2 separate regions of the Mus musculus genome follow, and region 1 is linked to region 2. Evidence: chromatin contacts called from public Hi-C data. All regions are on one chromosome and are shown on one strand. Each heading gives the region's core, a stretch centred on a gene start, on an enhancer-like site or on the middle of the called end of the contact. The rest is flanking DNA. Distances are from core to core; before and after follow the strand shown. Region 1 overlaps Syt13 (synaptotagmin XIII). Region 2 has its middle 40 kb from the start of Slc35c1.

Evidence for each region. A called contact is a pair of places that touch in the nucleus more often than the background predicts.
Region 1: a contact with region 2 is called in a Hi-C map of cerebral cortex, with 2.6 times the contacts expected there. The contact joins two enhancer-like sites. A contact is called at or near these places in 5 of 484 Hi-C or Micro-C datasets (the HPC-7 cell line, cerebral cortex, embryonic stem cells and 1 more).

What each region holds. Positions count from the first base shown.
Region 1 is chr2:92,944,325-92,949,866 of GRCm38.p6, reverse strand. It overlaps Syt13 (synaptotagmin XIII), which reads right to left. Exons shown (of 6, transcript NM_030725.4): 4 at 3,652-3,953. Among named protein-coding and RNA genes, the nearest start is that of Gm13791, 27 kb to the right of the region's middle. Within about 2 kb of position 1,391, at least 109 of the 459 cell types and tissues checked have an H3K27ac peak or open chromatin away from gene starts, as enhancers often do. A contact at or near this core is called in cerebral cortex and trophoblast stem cells, where this site is marked.
Region 2 is chr2:92,497,058-92,503,341 of GRCm38.p6, reverse strand. No RefSeq gene overlaps it. Among named protein-coding and RNA genes, the nearest start is that of Slc35c1, 40 kb to the right of the region's middle. Within about 2 kb of position 3,606, at least 40 of the 459 cell types and tissues checked have an H3K27ac peak or open chromatin away from gene starts, as enhancers often do. A contact at or near this core is called in cerebral cortex and trophoblast stem cells, where this site is marked.

The sequences.
Region 1 (5,542 bases), core at 142-2,641, 450 kb before region 2:
TAGGCCCCAGATTTTGTCCTTTTTTTTCGGCTCAGTGAGAGGACACAGGGAGCCCATCCCCTACCCAAACACTGAGGTCACTGGTAAGTGGTCACAGAGCCCTTTACCTCCTTCAGTCAAACTGGCAGGAGCCCAGCTGTGGATAGTGGAGCCCTGCTGTGTGCTCTGAGCACACCCTCTGCCTCAGAGCATGCCTGTCATCCAGGACAAATGTCTCTACCATGACCCCAACAGCTCATTCTTCCCAGGGGATCCTTTAGAAACTATCCTATGCCCTTGAGGGAGGATCCAGGTCTCTACCCTAATTGCTTCCCTTCTGCTCCTCTAATTTTTCTCCTCTTCTGTTTCTAATTTTAAGAATTGGGGAACCTGCAGGCCATTACCTCATGATGGGAACTGAACCCCCAAAGCAGTAGCAATACCCCTATAGAGAAGTGAGATAACCTCACCCACACCTTTGTGCCCACAATTATCCTGCCTCTGCCATCTCAGGGCTACTTCAGGACAGGAAGGCAGACAGCTTTCTTAAGCAGTGGGGAAACAAGCTTTCCTGCTCTGCCTCCATTCCTGTCCATGCTAATTGGACCCTTGAGGCAGCTTGTGGTCTATCCCGGTCTGTTGAGATGCCCAGAGGAAGGCCTTGGCCTTGAGATTTCAGTAGAAGTTTAATTAGATATAGATAGCTAGTCACATGACAAATTGATCTGGGAGTGCCGGGGACTCTTGGTGTGACAAGAGAGCAGACAGCCATGGTCTATTAAACACGAACACTCTGCTCCACCCAATTGTGTTGCCTGTCCCCGCAGACTGCAGGTTCATTCCACAGCCCTGGCACTGGGCATGCACTGGATACAAAATACATGTTTGCCAGAAATTTTGCAGACATCTCTCTTAATCTTGGCCGTGACCTTGGGAAGGGAACTGAAGTTCTCATTCTCCTTGGGAGAACCAGGTGGGAGCTACCTCCTGGGTCAGCAGCTATGACACAGCAAATCTGAAGCTATGACACAGCAAATCTGAGACTCCCGTGGAATCTGCTCTAAGTCCCAGTCACTGCTCCAGCTTCCTAGGTGAATGTCCTCTTGTTCTCATGTCACAGTGGAGGCAGTGAGGTCTGGGGATAGGTGACAAACACATAGCCTGGGAGCAGCAGAGCCGTCAAGGTCACCTATCAGAGTGACACAGCTGTCCTGGGCCACTGTTAAAAATGACCAGGCCTGAGCCCTCTGCCCTCCACCCCTCAGCAGGTCTGCACTCTTGACGCACGTGAGAGTGAAAACCAGGACCAGCCATGTGGATGTCATCACACAAGAGAACTGCAGCCACACCTGGCCCTAGTCTCAAAGCACCACAAAGGAAAAAAAAAAAAAAAACGAGGCTTCCCCCCCTCCCTCTTCCTGTCTCACGCTACCGCCTTTTCTCTTAGATGCTCAGTGAATCACTCCAGGCTGCCCTCAGAGTGGGGTGCTCCGTTGTCCCAAATGACGCACATGCCACTTTTGGCTAAATGTCTTCCGGCAGGAATTGGGGCATTGCTGCCGCCTCTGTTAACCCATTCAAGCCCAAAAAGGAACAAAACTAAACAAAAACATCTGGTTTGCAGAGACTGCAGACTCTCTTATCAGCTTTAAATCAGCTCTCAGTCTGCATCTGGGTGGGGTTCCTGACCTGGCCAGGAGCTGAATGGCTCCTGCACACCACTACCCGGAGGGAAAGAGATGCTCCTGGCTAGCTCTGGAGTAGTGACAGCTGCAGCAAGTGATGACAGTAAGATGGATGAGCCTGAGGACAGGGCTCCAGCTGCAGCTGTGGCTTACTGCCTGGGACACAGCAGGGGTTGGGCGAGGTGCTTAGGAATGAGCGATTATTGTCTTCCAGGGGATAGACAGCAACAGGCAAGATACTCAGGATTCTGTCTCAGTGAGGTGGATTTCAGCCCTTCTGGGGTCATTCCAAAAGCACCCAAGCCTGGTAGGGGGACCTTCTAAGCTCCAGAGAGGATAAGCTTATTAGTTTAAGAAGCCCACATGTCTTCTCTCCCACCAGGGACCCTGTGTGTGACTCCACATACCACATAGTCATTAGAAAGTGGGCTTTGAGACATCAGGTCTCAAAGGGTGGCTGTGGTTTTTCCTCTCAATTTTCCAAGCGGAGAAAAGACAGAGAAACAGGGCTCAGGAGAAACGATGAGCCAAAGAGAAGCCGGAGAGGAGAGGAATCTGCTCTGCCTCCTACAGTCCAGGCTTGAATAGAAAAGACGCCTGTCCATCACCTCCTCTGGCATGTGCAGGGCAGTTTGAAAAAGCACCCAGGATGAGAAAGGACATGCCGTCGAGGCTGAGCTATCTGCCCCGCTGGTCTGCTGATGCTGTGTGGATTTCTAATCAGGTCAGCCTCAGTTCCCCTATGTGTGCAGAGAGGGTGGTAACAGTGTTGCCCTTACCTGTCTGGTTTGGAAGTGATGATGATGATGGTGGTGGTGGTGGTGGTGGTGACAACCATGACTACTACTACTACTGCTGATACTATTACTACTATTCAGATAGATGACTTCCTAAGCCAAGCCACTTAGATGGGGCACACAGAAATAGTGTCCCAATGGGCAGATTGGCAACTTGCTTTATCCAGAAAGGTAATGGGAAAGGCTTGCAACTTTGTGGGTCTTTCAAGCTGGTCCAGACTGGTCCAGCCTGTGACCCATGGGTTGTAGGAAGCCTCGTGACATAAGGATTTCTATAAATGCCACCCAATGCAAAACCATAAACTCACGTAAAGCATTTTGAGATTGTTTTGTGATATTTATATACATATACACGGTTCTTGATGGTAAATCATGACAGGCGAATGACAACATCATATCCCAGTGTCAAAAGGTTGGACACATCTTAGTGATGGAAAACAGCAAACTGACAGACAAGCTATCATTATCAGAAGTTCCCTGAAGGTTGCTCAGTGGCAGGCTCGTGGATTGATTCTGACTGACACACCATCCCTGACCTGCCTTGACGCCATTATTGTCCTGGTTGGTAGGGGACATGGCTTGATTCCCCAAGGAGCCCAAGGTCTCAGCAGCCTCCACAGTGGACACTATCCCAGACCAGCATCTGTGCAGACCACTGATTGTACTCTGCTCTTCACAGAGCCCAGACAGCTCATTCAGTATTAGCACCCCTTCCTAACAGACCTTCCAGAACATTCCATCAGAGCACATACAGGCTCTTCTTAGACATCCCAGGATCTAAATCCTGTCTCAGATCAGCTGTCAGCAGCTATCTGTATCAGTTTGTCCCCAGGTCTGCATGCTCTGAGATCAGAGGGGCTCTGTGCTTCCTTCCTCTGCTCACCTCTGCAGGGCTAGCTGGAGAGGAACATAAGAATCAAAGCTGTATTTAGATGAGGGAGGCTGTCATAGCATGAAAGCTGATGCCACCCTCACCATGATGCTGCCCCTGGTGGCTGGTCTGTCCTCAAACAGGTGCCAGGAACCCCAAGTTCTGGGCTACGAATCTGCTACCTACGGCCTCTGACCGGGAGCCCAAGCTGCCTTTGCTCTGAGCTGAGAGTGTCTCTAGAGTCTTGTTTCATCATCTCAACCTTCTCCTCTGAAGCTCTACCAGCCAGCTCTAGGCCTCTGGTCTGAAAGCTCCCTACCTTTGCTGTGGTCTTCAGCTCACCCCACTGTGCTGCCCCCAGGGGTACAGATGCTCCATCCAGGCCCAGGCGGAGTTCCCCAATCACACTATGGCGGGAGAAGCGGTCACAGGTGCGCAGGGTGAGTGTCAGGGTAGCTGTGGGGAGCTCTTCCTCACCCAGGGGCAGGGCCAGGCCCTCCTCCCAGGTTGTGTGCAGCTGCCGCTTCTTCAGAGCTGTCTGTGCCTCCACAGAGCCGGTCTTGACAGCCACGCTGCCTTGGATGTAACAGTCACAGCCTCCTTCATGGTCACTGGTGACAGCTGCAGGCAGGAACAAAACAAGACAGACCTGGGACTTCCCGGGCTTTGGGGAGATAGGTCTCCAGATGGGGCTATAGAACACAGGTGACCTGGGGTGTCTGCAGGACCACGGGGTTGCCACAGCATTCCATCACTATGTAACAGTCTTGTGGGGAAGAAGCATTTCAAATTGGGACATCATGGAACTGGGCGGGGGAGGGTTCCTTGGATAGTAAGGATAAGAGGAGGCACTTTCCAGGTTCCTTCCGACCTCAAGATTCAGAGACGTCCCCATTGGTGCCAAGGTCCCTGACGAGCTTTGGTTAGGATAGCTACCAACGCTGTGTGTGACTCATGGATTTCTGTATTTTAAATATTTACCACACAGCCACTTGCGATCTGAGTCACCCGGCTGCTGCCTCATGAATGTTGCTTCCGACTCTCGACCTTGATGGTTTGGATGCATCCCACTGTGGATTGTGTTAGTCAGTTTTCTGACACTGTAACAAACACCTTAGAGTACCAGCTTAGAGAGTAAAAAGGTTTACTTGGTTTCATAGTTTCAGAAATGCTAGCCCATGGGACCATCGGTTACATTGCTTTGTTAGGCAGCATGTCATGGTGGAATCACATGACCCAGCAGAACAATTACATCATAGCCAGGGAACAAATGAGTGTGAGAGAAACAGATCAGTGGATTGGGGAGCAAGTGTTAGCTGCATGCACTTCTGGGGACAGTTAGGATCTAAGCTATAGCATTTGGCCACTCTGATGGGCTTCGGTCTTTAACCTCACCAGGAAAGGGACCTGGGTCTCCCACTCAGCGCCCTGCTCTGTGTCACTAATGTGTCACTGTGTCCATCCCTGCTGACCAGTGTGCTTCTAAAGTGTCATGGCGTGGATGTGTCCTGCATACCCTCCTAAGACTCTGATGATGATCCCTTCACTGTGGGAGCTGATATGAGAAAGAGAGAGAGAGAGAGAGAGAGAGAGAGAGAGAGAGAGAGAGGTTGAATGAGCCCATTCTCCATCAATGAGGCCTGAGGACCTGGTGCTTCCTTCTGAGCTTCAAGTGGCTGTTTGTTCCTGGCTCCATCACTCATTATCAGAGTAACCTGGAGCCCTGGGAGGAGAGGCTAGAACTGTTTCCTAATCTATAAAATTGTAGTTACCTGAGGACCAGAGGTGTACATGGGAGTGCTTAAACATTTTAAGCAACAGAACAAAGGGAAAAATTCTCACTCAGATAAGGAAACTAGGGGCTGTGGGGGGAGGGGGGTGAAGCTCAGGGGTGGGGAACTTACTCAGCAGGCTTGAAGCCCTGGTTTCCATCTCCAAGGTCAAGTTCAATACAAGACTGATGTGGTACAAGTGACAGTTAGCTTTGTCAACTTGATAAGATCTAGAATCATCTAGAGGACCAACCTGTGGGCGTGGTCATGAGGGAGCTTTTAGATCCCAAAGACCCACCAATGGTGCCTTCTGAGAGCCTAAGCTGAAAAAGTAACTGAGCCTCAGAGTTCATCACTCTGTGTTTCTGGTCTGTAGACATTGTGGTCGGCTGCCTCAGTCCCCGGCTGCCTCAATCCCCGGCTGCCTCAATCCCTGGC
Region 2 (6,284 bases), core at 2,357-4,856:
TCCCTGGAATTTACCTGGATAACAATGACAGCCAGCCTGGGTTCCTTCCCATGAGCTCCAAGGTCCCCACAAGTTCCAAATCTGAGGAGCCCACGTCCTTCAATAGCACAGTGTCCTGTTTGCATATAACCTTGAACCCCTCATGCTTTAAATCATCTCAGAATTACTTATTATATGTAATACAATGTAAATGGTATGCAAATAATCCCTATATTGTATTTTTTAAAGGATAATAAGGTTTTTTTTTAAGCCTGCCCATGTTCAATGCTCACATTCTTTTCCTCTCTCAAACATTTCCTACTTGCAGTTGATTGACTCCAGGAAGCAGTGGGCTCATGGCTGGGAATAGCAGGCAGGCAGGCAGGCAGGCACCAGCTGCCCCCGCTTCCTTCACCTTGTGCCTCAGCGGGCTCACCCCAGTCTCTAAGAGATGCCTGTGCTCTGAAGGTCCTCCCAAGTCTTCTCTTAGCCTTGAGATGGACCTCTTCCCCCATGCTTCCCCCTCTTCCTGCAGGCTACCCAAGTGGCTGCCTCCTTTCTAAAAAGATTGTCTTTATTATGCATACAGCGTTCTGCCTGCATGTGCACCTACAGGCCAGAAGAGGATGCCAGATCTCATTATAGATGGTTGTGAGCCACCATGTGGTTGCTGGGAATTGAACCCAGGACCTCTGAGCCTCTGAGCCATCTCTACAGCCCCTCCCCCCACATCTATCCCCAATCTCACTCACCCCCACCCCCCCCCCTAGATTTTCTAAACGCTTACGATATCTTTCACTCTTGTCACAACCTCAATACGGTTATTCCCAGGCCAAGTGGTAGACCACAGCCCTGTATCTTTTTGTTTTCCTTGTCAGTTATTACTGCTGTTCATCAGCTTGGGGTTGTTTATTTTATTTTATTTAGACAATTGACAAAATCCTCCAAGCTCTGTCATTTTCCACGTGGCCAAACTTGTCCCATAATTTGCCAGATCCATTCATATTCCTGGGGACAAATTCGCTGGCCCTTAGATCCCCTGGCTTCCTGCTGCCCTGGGCAAGGCCCGACTGCTCTCCCTGAGCCATTATTCAAGGAATTCTTTGCTTTCTCTTCTTCTCTGTTGGAACCTCTATTTCTGACCCAACTTCTTTTTGTCTCCCTGTTTGTATGTGTATCTATTTATACATGTGTGTACTATGCATGTAGATATATATATATATATAATACACATGTGTGTATATATATAATGTTATATGTTTGTTGTATATTATATATTTATTATATATTTATTACATATATTTGTTTGTGTGAGAATGTATGTGTGTATAAGTGTGATGTGTGTGTGTGTGTGTGTGTGTTATGTACATGTATAGCGCTCCAGTACATGTGAGGAGTCCACAGGAAGACATCAGGTCTATTGCTTTCTACTTTATTACTCTGAGACAGGGTCTCTCACAGAACCTAGAGCTAGGCTGGCAGGCAGAAAGTCCCTATGGTCTTCCTGTCTGCACCAGTCAGAGTCCTGGAATTGTCCTCGTGCCTGCTCAGAAAATGCTCTTTCCCACCGATCCATCTCTGAAGCCTTTTATAAGTATGTGTACTTGCACATACATGCTTGGGTGTGGGCAGGTGCATACAGGTATGTGAATGTTAGGTGTGAGTGTGTGAGAGTATGTGTGTGTGCTGGCTGTGGGGGTTGGGGGAGCCAGAGGACAACTTCAGATGTCATTCTCAAGGCTTCAAAAGTGAATGCCTCTGTTAAGGCCTGGATCTCATTGGCTATGCTAGGAGGCCTAGCCCTCAAGACTCAAAGACTCCCACCTCCTGGGTGCTGGGATTACAAGCTTCGGTCACTACACCCAGTTTTTTAGGAGGTGCTCAGATCCAGTCTGGTTCTTATACTTGCTATGCAAGTGCTTTATTGAGCTACCTCCTGGGCCCCAAATCTTCACTTTAAATAAAGGCAGGGTCTAACCCCAAGGATGCACCACGTGGCTCGCCTGCACAGCTTCCCTTGCCTGCTTGAGGTTTAGGGATAGAGAGAGCTTTGAGTTCCATCAAAGATGATATTCAGATGGTCCCTGACCCTCTTGGTGTCCCTAACATAGTTTGCAGGAGAACCAAGTGGAAACCCCTGTCTTCCACCAGCTTGGAAGGCCACGACTGAAAGCTCAGAGGGACAGGAAGGGACCGAGTTGTGGAAGTGAGAGAATCATACCTGAGCAGAAGGAACCGAGTGAACACAGGCAAAGCAGAAATGAGCAAACTTCTTACAGTGTTCCACGGATGGAAGCCTGGACCCTGAAGCCAGCTGGGAGCTTAAGGAGGCAGTCTGTGACCAGAGTCACCTGTCTCCAGCCATGGTCAATGGGCTAGGGACAGAGAAGGAACACTAGCCCCTGAGGGAAACGACAGTGGTCTCCAAGTGAGAGATGGCTGAGGCAAACCCAACAGATGCCTGCGATGCAAAGGGACATCCAGGTGAAAGGCTAGAGGCAGGATGAGCAGGTCTTGTGACTGACAGGTTTATGGAGACTGGGGGTAGGAGGAGCCTACTCTGGTACAGACAACAAGCAAGAAGAAAGGAAGCTCACCAAGGTGGAGCAAGCAGGTATGGGAAACTCTGCTTGCTTTTATGTAGTGTAATGATTACGTTTCTTTTGTCATTGATGATGATGATGATGTTTTCTCTAGCCTATCCTGGACTTGCTTTGTAGTCCAGGCTGGCCTTATCACAGATATACCTGCCTCTGCCTCCTGAGTGCTGGGATTAAAGGCGTGTGTCACCACGGCTGGCCTAAATTACTTTTCTATTGCTGAGATAAAACACCATGACAAGGAAATGCTTATAGAAGGGATTTATTTGGGCTTGCAGTTCCAGGGGCATGGCGTCCCTCATCTCAGGAGAGTGTGGAAGCAAGCAGCAAGCATGACCGCAGAAGCGGGAAGCCAAGGGCTCACTTCTTGAGCCACAAGCAGCAGAGAGAAAAAACTAGAAATGTCCCAGGTGTTTAAACTCTCAAAGCCCACGCCCAATGACATGCTTTCTCCAGCAAGGCCACACCTCCTAAACCTTCCCCAGACAGTGCCACCAACTGGAGACCAAGAAGTCAAATGCCTGAGGCTATGGGGAGCATTTATCATAGAGCCACAGTGCCCTTGGCACAGGGCTCTGATTCATTCAAGCTGTGCATCCCCAGAGCCAGGTCAGATCCTGTTCTGCCACCTAAAGTGGGTGTGCTGAGGAAGAATAGTTACATCACCCTCTACAGCGTGGACACACCCCACTCCCCTGAACCCTGAACTTTCTTCACCTGCTGGTTACCAGATAGCAGTGACTCTTTGGGCCTGGGAAGGAGCATGGTCCTGCCTCCTTTGCATGGGTCTCCTCCCCTCCACACAGTTGGGAAAAGAAGAGTGGACTCAGTGGTTGTTATGGCAACAAGGGCTCCCAAGATGGAAGGAAAGGAAGGCTTGCTCCAGGGTTGCCATAGCAACCTGGATCCTCAAGGCCAGCTTTGAAGACAAAAACCACACACACACACACACACACACACACACACACACACACCAACTTAACAAAGAAAGTGACAGACTTTCAGGGCTCTTCATGACCCAGAGAACAACCAAGGATGTGAGGAGCATCGTCCGTCAAGGTGTCCAGTCTTACAGCTGACTTCAGACTCACACTCAAAAGCTAGTGTGCTTTTCCAGGAAAATCGCCAGAATCTGCAAGTCATACACACACTAAGCAAACATTTGACTGAGCCTACTGTGTGCACAGAGCACTGTGACAGGTAAGACTTCTGTCATGTTCTCACAGTGGACAGGACTGCTGTGAGGTGGGGTGGAAACAGCCCAGTGTTTTCTGAAGATCATCTGGTTATGAACATGGCAATTCCATTGCCGACTCTGCCTGCAGCAGTGCTCCGAGGGACTGGGCTCACAGCTTTACTATTTACAGCAGCAAAGAATGAGGAAGAAGGGGCTGGAGAGATGGCTCAGCGGTTAAGAGCACTGACTGCTCTTCTGAAGGTCCTGAGTTCAAATCCCAGCAACCACACGGTGGCTCACAATCATCTGTAATGAAATCTGACACCCTCTTCTGGTGCATCTGAAGACAGCTACAGTGCACTTGTTTATAATAATAAATAAAATCTTAAAAAAAAAAAAAAAAGAATGAGGAAGAACTTACATGCAAGGCCTGCTAAGCATGAGGGTCTGGATTCGAATTCCCAGCACCCAAGTGAAAAGGTTGGGTGTGGCTGGATGAGAAAGCAGAGACAGGAGGATTGCTGGCTTGCCAGCTGCCAGTTTAGCTCTAGATTCAATGAGACACTCAAAGGCATAAGGTAGCGAATTACAGAATGGGACACCCAGCCTCCTCCTCGGGCCTTCACACAAGTGTACTCCAGAGCTGAGCATCCCCCCAACACACACACACACACACACACACACACACACACACACACACGAAGGGGCGGGGAGAGGAAGGAGGAGTTCAGGTAAACAAACATCAGAGTGTTTTAATTGAACAGCTCTATGTGGGTAGAGGAAGGCCAGATGGTGGCAGTCTCCCAGAAACTGTGCCATTGGCCAGTGTAATCAAAGATGGACATGTGCATGGTTACTGCTAAGCTGTCCAGACAGAGCAAAGAGTGTGTTTGAGTTTAGAATTTAAAATTGAGAGGTAGGTAGGCTAATGGACATAGAGTAGGTCAGGGGTGAGACACCAGCCTTAGCAGAACTTAGCAGAGATGTGTGGGCCAGGGCCTCTAAGGGGCAGCAGGAGGTGAGGCCCTGCAGCTTGCAGTGTTGATCCCAAGGAGAAGACAGAAAGGCTGGAAACATAGCAAGAGCAGAGGCTGGAAAGCTTGGGGCCCCGTGTGTTCAAGATGGCCCTGGGCTTGATGCAGAGGAGACAGGCAGAGGTGAAGACCTAAGAGGTCCCTCTGAGTGCCCTTGAGTGGGGGAGCACAGGGCAGGAATAGGCCTTGGTACGCAGCTAGAGTCCTACAAGAAAGACAAGATGGAGACGCCAGATTAAGGTGGGTGTAAGGAGAGGAGAGGGCAGCAAGTGCAGCTGGAGAAAGCATAGGCTTTACATTGTTAGAACTGGGGGGACTTCCTTAGCCTTTAGGTAGGGGACTCCAAACCCTCACAGGATGGGGCCAGGGAGGGTCTCGGCCTTTTACTTTCTCTCTGAATCTTTTGTGGGGCTTGGCTCAGTTCTTCCAAGACCTGAACCTTTTTGCCTCCCGATGGCAACAATCCCAGCTGAGCTGGAAGCAAAGGCGAGGCTGCTGCCTGGAGCCCCTTGGGAAGAAGAGGGGAGAGGAAGATGGCGCCTTTGATGTCCGGAAAGCCAGGACCACTCTCAGAAGTCACAGCCTAATTAGGGCACAGAAGCTGGGGACAGAATAGGGCACTGAGAGAGGCAGGTGGAGATCATTTGGTGCCCTCGAGAGCCGATCCAAGTTTCCTCTGGCACCTGCCTTTCTGCTGCCTTACCCAGTGTCAGCTACCCAGGCCGTCCTGGGATAGGCAGAGGTCCTGGGCACAAGAGCTGGAGCCCTGGAATCTAGTGTCTTCCTGTCCTACAGCTCTATGAGCTGATCTTGAACATGTCACCGAGCTGTCAGTGTGCTGTGGGTGCGGGGGCCTGGAACACAGGTGAAGAAAGGCCACATGGCACATTGTGATTTTCCTACAAATGAAAGAACCCGGGGTGAAGAGAGAGGGTCGTGCCATCCTGTCTGCTGTCTGTATCCATCAGGTGAGTTCAAAGAAGAAGAGTCAGCTCTGTGGACACTGATCTGAAAGAGACACCCAGTGAGGAAAAGGTCACCTATCACACCAGCTTTGGGAACCCCTAGCCGATCTTCTTCCTCTTAGAGGGACTGCCCTGACTATTTACTTGTGAAAGGAGGCATCCCTGCAGTGGACCTGTTTAAGGCTCTTCCCAAACATACACATAGCACTCTCCCTCCCCCTTTCCAGAAGGCTGCTAGCAGAAAGTGGGTTCCGTGCAACATACCTTGGCAAGAACTGACCTGACGCATAGGTACTGGGAGCTAGGGATTTAGCTGAGTGGTGAAATGCTTACCTGGCCTGCACAGAACCCGGGATTCATCTCTAACATGGCAGAGGGGAAAGGAAGGAGAGGGAAGAGGGAAGGAAGAAGGGAAATGGAAGGGGCAAAGCCAGAGGAAAGTGAAGGAATACAAAAAGAGAACCGGGAGGCAGCCCTTTAAGTGAACTCAGCAAAGGGCAAACACATCTGTCCTCTCTCAGATCACAGC